Linked DNA regions of Sus scrofa: region 1 is linked to region 2. Evidence: chromatin contacts called from public Hi-C data. All regions are on one chromosome and are shown on one strand. Each heading gives the region's core, a stretch centred on a gene start, on an enhancer-like site or on the middle of the called end of the contact. The rest is flanking DNA. Distances are from core to core; before and after follow the strand shown. Region 1 holds the start of MEIOB (meiosis-specific with OB domain-containing protein). Region 2 holds the start of NDUFB10 (NADH dehydrogenase [ubiquinone] 1 beta subcomplex subunit 10).

What was found. A called contact is a pair of places that touch in the nucleus more often than the background predicts.
Region 1: a contact with region 2 is called in a Hi-C map of embryonic fibroblasts, with 3 times the contacts expected there. The contact joins the promoter of MEIOB here to the promoter of NDUFB10 in region 2. A contact is called at or near these places in 4 of 5 promoter capture datasets (fetal liver, liver and skeletal muscle), 9 of 47 Hi-C or Micro-C datasets (adipose tissue, blood, embryonic fibroblasts and 3 more) and 2 of 2 datasets of contacts at active chromatin or transcription factors (alveolar macrophages and skeletal muscle).

What each region holds. Positions count from the first base shown.
Region 1 is chr3:40,091,336-40,094,291 of Sscrofa11.1, forward strand. MEIOB (meiosis-specific with OB domain-containing protein) reads left to right here and starts at 1,354. Exons shown (of 15, transcript XM_021086801.1): 1 at 1,354-1,500; 2 at 1,955-2,054. The coding sequence starts at 1,964.
Region 2 is chr3:40,004,323-40,007,446 of Sscrofa11.1, forward strand. It overlaps NDUFB10 (NADH dehydrogenase [ubiquinone] 1 beta subcomplex subunit 10), which reads right to left and starts at 1,328. Exons shown (of 4, transcript XM_021086798.1): 1 at 1,057-1,328. The coding sequence starts at 1,204. It overlaps RPL3L (60S ribosomal protein L3-like), which reads left to right and starts at 585. Exons shown (of 9, transcript XM_021086793.1): 1 at 585-916. The coding sequence starts at 866.

The sequences.
Region 1 (2,956 bases), core at 104-2,603, 87 kb after region 2:
TTAGTTTTGGGATCTTATTTGCCCCTGATTAGTACTATTATGAACAAAAATTGTAAGTCATTAGATTAAAAAGATTTGCAGATGGTAGTAATTAAAACGCTGGCAAGTGTTTTGTCAGGTTTACCTAAGTCCAATATTTAGCACATCAAATTATACACACAGCGTATATCTCTGTGCGGGAAATGATATAAACATCGGGAAAATAGCATTATGGATCGAGCAACCTGGCCTACTTCACACTCCCCAAGAGATGACCCACGAGGGTCTGCATCCAGCACCACTCCCCTTCTAAACGTCTAATCAGCTCCCCTTCTAAAAGCCTCATCAGCAATCATGAACCCTTTTTTCAAAGCTTTTTAATTTTTGCATTATTTTAGCAGCACCTGTGGCATGTGGAATTTCCCAGCCCAGGGATCAAACCCGCGCCAGAGCAGCAACCAGTGACAACGCCGGATCCTCCCGCTTAGCCATGAGAGAACTCCGCAGTCTCCCTTGTCCCACGCACTCTTCTTTCAATTGAGATACAGCATCAGATGCTGTATAAAAAAAAGTACAGAGAGGCTACTACACCTGATCCACTTTTCCCCAGTCAGAACTTCTTCCGAGATCACAATCAAGTTACTGAGGCAGACACACCCAGTCTTTTTCAGATTTCCCCGGTTTCTCGTCTGTGTGTGTATTCAGCTGCTGCACTTTCCGCTGCATTTCTGCCGTGTTTCAGCGGAAAAGATCCCAAGCATCTTGCTTGGCGCCCGGGTCTTAGCACCCCGGACTCCCACCCCGGACGGCCCTCGAGTCTGAAGGACCAGCTCGCCCCCAGTCTCCCCAAAGCCACGCTCCTCAAGACCTGGACTTGAGAGGGACTGGAAGGAACGGGGCAGGGCCCAAGTCGGAATCAGGGCGCGGGGGCGGAACGTAGGGCGGGAGTGGGTGGAGTCGAAGGGGGGCACAGAGTCAGGGAGTGGGTAGGGTCGGAGGTCGGGGGCGGGACAGAGTCGGCGTGGGTGGAGCCAAGGGTCGAGGGGTGGAGCAGCAGGCCGTGGGTGGAGTCGGAGGTCAGGGACCGGGACAGAGTAAGGGGGTGGGTGGAGCCAGAGGTTGGGGGCGGGACAGACTCGGGGCTAGGATGGAGTGGGGTCTAGGAGTGGGCAGTCAGGCCGTGGGTGGAGTCAGAGGTTTGGGGGCGGGGCAGAGTCGGCGTGGGTGGAGTCGCAGGTCGAGGGGTGGGGGCAGTCAAGCTGTGGGTGGAGTCGGAGGTCAGGGGCGGGACAGAGGCCGTGGGTGGAGCCGGAGATTAGGGGGCGGGGCAGTCAGACCATGGGTGGAGTCGGAGGTCAGGGGGCGGGACAGAGTCAGGGTGGGGGTGGAGGCGGGGCGGGGGCGCGGCCTGCGCTAACGGTCGCTCGGTGGGCCTCACTGGGCGGTGGTCTCCTCTGGCTGTGGGCCGCGCGTTCTGTGGAGAAACAGCCGAACTCAGGCGGGCAGGCGGGTGGAGCCTGTGTAAGCGGGCCGCTCTCGGGGCGCGAGGAGCGTCTGAGTTGGGACGGCGCTCCGGGGAGCTGCCCGCGAGGGCGCTTGACGTGAAGTCGGGGAGCGGCGGGCAGCGGGCTCTCGTCCCTCCCCAGGGCGGGCCTCTGGGCCGGGGCTTCCGTGGCGGGGGCGGCCTTCCCTCCCGGCTGCCCGCGGGCTCGGCGGGTAGTGGCTGAGGCGAGGCCCGCCCGCATCCCGGCCGCCGGTCCGGAGCTCGCTGGGGCCGCCGGGGTCTCCGGAAGCGGGGGGCCGCCGGCGGGTTGGGGTGCGTGGACACGCCCAGGTGCGAAGTGGGCCGACAACGGCCGCTTCCAGTTCGAATCCGGGGGCGGAGTCCCGTGGGGACACGGACAGCTCTGGGGGGTGTGGACGCCGGTGTAGACGCGCAGGTGTGATCCATGCGGAATGTACCCTCGTCCTGCAGGGACTCAACATGAATCCGGGCCGGAGACTGCTCTTAGCTTCCGCGGGGGCCGAGGCTGGTGCTGGACGTTCTGTGGGCGGACAGACGCGCAGGGACACGGGTAGGCGCTTCCAGGAGCCTTCGGAGCAAACCCCCGACCCGGGCCCAGCCCACCTCCCCTCTCCCCCCTTGGCAGCTGGGCTGTGTACCGTCCTTAGAGATTTGCCTTCCGCAGAATGTCACGGAGTTGGAATCATTTTAAAAGACGGGGTGAGCGGGGAGAGTCGCATTTCACGCGGGGTGTGCAGTTCCTGTTTGCCCGGTGCCCGACGTCTCATCCCTAAGGCGCAACCGTGTGAGACGGGCAGGAAGTTACAAACTATGGGAAATGGTATCTGAATGCAAAATATGCATCTTTCTGTCTCTCTGTCTGTCTGTCTGTCTCCATGCCGGGGAGATGTCCAGTGTGATGGCCCGTGGGCCAGTTTTCTTATGGACAACCCCAGAGTGTTTGGAAGTCAGCTAGAATTTCAAAATGCAGAAAACTTGCCAAGTTCCCACTGAAGCCATAAACGAAGAACTACCCTTCTGAAATGGATTTATAAAGATAATTGACCAACTGTTCCCCTCTAAGGGAGAAAATGACCAATTTTGTCTGAGTGTGGCATTCTCCTGTGGCTCAGGGAGTGAAGGATCTGGGATTGTCACTGCTCAGGTTTAGTCTCTGGCCTGGGGACTTTCACATGCTGTGGGCGCAGCCAAAAAGGAAAAAAAAAAAAAAAAAGCTTTGGTTTGTGATGGAAGTTTGGGGGAAATTCCATGTACAGCAATGACTGCATAAAGAGTACTTCTTTGTTGCAGCCCCAGCACAGGTCTGTAGAATAAAATAGGAAATTGTAGGACCATCATTGCTTAGCTCTCTGGAAGTCCTGTTTATTTAGAATAGCAGGATGTAAACTGTATTGATTTCTAGAATTTAAATGCTGGATGGAAATGTAAAATTAGCTGGAAACTAAAATTCTA
Region 2 (3,124 bases), core at 78-2,577:
GGACGCCCCAAAAAGATTGTGTGTGTGTGTGTGTGCCCCACGCATGGGTGGGCGGGCAGACAGTTTACAAACAGTGACGTTTATCCTTTATGGAGAGCTTCTTGTAAGCCAGGATCTCACTTGTCACCACAGCAACCCTACGCGGGGCAAGTCCCTTTCATTTACAGGGAGCCACCAGCAGGAATTCCAGTCCCCGTTCTGCCACTGCTGACTTTCTAGCCTCAGATTCCCCAAAGGTAAATTAACAAGTTGGACCCAGTAAGATCGCATCCACCCAGACATGGAAAACTGTCTAAAAACCACACAAAAGAGGAAGCAATTTTCCACGGCTGGCTTCTCCATACTTGGGGGAAGGGGAGATATCCGGTTCTTCCTCCTAAAACAGAGGCACTAGAGCAGGTCATGCACCCTAAATGTTGTGTTGTTGAACGAACGAATTGATTAATTAGATGCTTGGATGAATCGCCTGGCACCAGTGACAGGGCAGAGCGTGCTTTTGCTGCTGCCCCACAGAGCTGGCTGAACCATAAACAAGACAAGAACGGTTTTAAACATTCACCTGATTTGGACCAGAGATGGGGGGATGTGGGGAGTTCTCAAGCGTGGCCACACACGGAGGACAAGTTATAGCACATCGAGGTGGAGGGGGCCTCGGCCGTCATTGAACACCTGGGCCGTTTTGCAGGCAGGCAAAGGGTTACCAGAGAACTCCTGCGGCTCAACAGCCCTCTGCTGACCGCCCATCGTGCAAAGGGCAGGATGCAAAGCGTGCGGGGAGACTGGGATCTATCAAGCCTCGAGTCGCAGATGACTTCGGTCCGCAAACAACCCCTAATATTCGAGCGAGGCCGGGGACCAGGGGTGCATGAACCGCTCTCCAGGCGGCAGAGGCCATAGAGCAGAGGGCTCTCGGCGGGTGAGTGGCTGGGCGACCCGGAAGGCGAGGCCTGGGGTGCAGTGGAGGGGTCCAGGCTGAGTGACAGCGTCCGGGGTGCGGGGGACGCCGGAAGCGGTAGGGGGCCGGGGGGAACGCCGAGACCCGGCTGGGGCTTGTACCTCTCGCGAGGGTCACGGGCCGGTCCACGAGGAGGTCGAAGATCTTCGTAAGGTAGGTGACAGGGTTGGGCAGCGAGGTCTGCGGCGCCGGCGCCGGCGTGCGGCGCGGGGGCTCAGGGTACACGTCCTTGTCCCAGCTGTCCGGCATGGCGGCGTCGCACAACGGCCTCCGTTCTCGGATGCGTTGCCTTGGCCTCTGCCTTGGTCCCGCGGCCTTGTTCGCCCGCACAAGAGGACACCGCCGGCGGCCGCGCCTGCGCAGAACGGACGGTCGACGCCCGCGAGGCACTATGGGACTTGTAGTTCTCCCAGCGGGCTCGAGGGTGGCCTCGGGAACCGCTTCGAAGCGCGAGCTCCTCCGCGTGGGACTGTGGCGCCACTACACATGCGGCAACGCGTATCGTGTGCTGGACGCTGGTCTCGGCGCTTGGGATAGAGCAGTGAAGGAAGGAGAGATCCCTGATGCAGACGCATCTGCAGATGTCAGATGCAGGAATAAGGGAACCATTCAATTTTTTTTTTTTTTTTTTGTCTTTTTGCCATTTCTTGGGCCGCTCCCGCGCATATGGAGGTTCCCAGTCGGAGCTACAGCTGCCGGCCTATGCCAGAGCCACAGCAACGTGGGATCTGAGCCTGTCTGTGACCTACACCACAGCTCACGGCAACGCAGGATCCTTAACCCACTGAGCAAGGCCAGGGATCGAACCCGCAACCTCACGGTTCCTAGTCGGATTCGTCAACCACTGAGCCACGACGGGAACTCCCCATTCAGTTTCGATGGCAGGCAGACACATGCCAAGTGCAGCAGGTTGGCGAACACAGCTAGGCTCTCCTGGAGAACTCAGGCCAGAAGAGCAAACAAATCATACAAACTACCAAACGCCCTGCTCTTCCAGGAAGCCTTCCTGGATTATCCATTCCCTACAGCCCTCTCTGGGCTTCACTGTGTCTGCCACGGCCCCTCATGGACTGGCTAATGCCAGTGAGCTTGGGCGGGGGATGCTGTTTGGGGCAGCACAGGAGGCAGGGCTTGCCCTCCCCACACCCCTTCTCCCCCAACCAGGAGAAGTGACTCCTACCCTGGGTGCAGGGCACGCTGTTTGGGTTCTGATGGTTCCATCCTGCCCCTGAGTATTGTTGTGCCCCTGAGGGAGCCCCCTAACCAGGGCCCTGCTGGCTACCCTCTGGGATCTCCACACCTGACACAGTTCCTGGCTAGCACCAGGGAGGATGGGTGCTGCTTATTTCCTGCCCAGAGTCTGGGGTCATGGACATGAAGTCATCAGCTTTCCAGAATCACAGAAATCTCAAATCTTCTCATCATGAACTCTTAGAAACTGTCAGGCTCAACGAATCAGCACTGGCCTGTAGCATCCAACTGAACTGGGGACCCAGCAAGGGAAGGCTGAGTCTTTGCTGAGACCCACAGTAACCAGAAGAATATGAGAAAGCAGAATACGGTACTCAGTTAAGGGACAGCGCCAAGATGATGGCTTTCTGCTGCCACCCAACAGTGGACAGACTTGGAGCTCATGCAGCAGAAACAGAAGGCAAACGAAGGAGTTCCCGTCTCTGGGTCAGTGGAAAGGAATCTGCAGCTTGGATCTGGTGTTGCTGCGGCTACGGCTCCGATTGGACTCCTAGCCTGGGAACTTCCATACGCCACGAGTGTGGCCCTGAAAAGACAAATAAATAAATAAATAAATAAAAAGTTTAAGCTCATATAAGTGTCTACATGTCTTTGCTGAACAGGAGAGATGGACACAACATTGTAAATCAACTATTCTTTTTTTTTTTTTTTTTTTTTTTTTTGTCTTTTTAGGGCCGCACCCGCAGCATATGGAGGTTCCCAGGCCAGGACTCAGGAGTCAAATGGGAGCTGTAGCCGCCGGCCTATGCCAGAGCCACAGCAACACAGGATCCAAGCCGAGTCTGCCACCTACACCACAGCTCATGGCAAAACTGGATCCTTAACCCACTGAGCGAGGCCAGGGATCGAACCCGAGTCCTCATGGATACTATTTGGGCTCGTTACTGCTGAGCTACGACAGGAATTCTGTCAATCAAC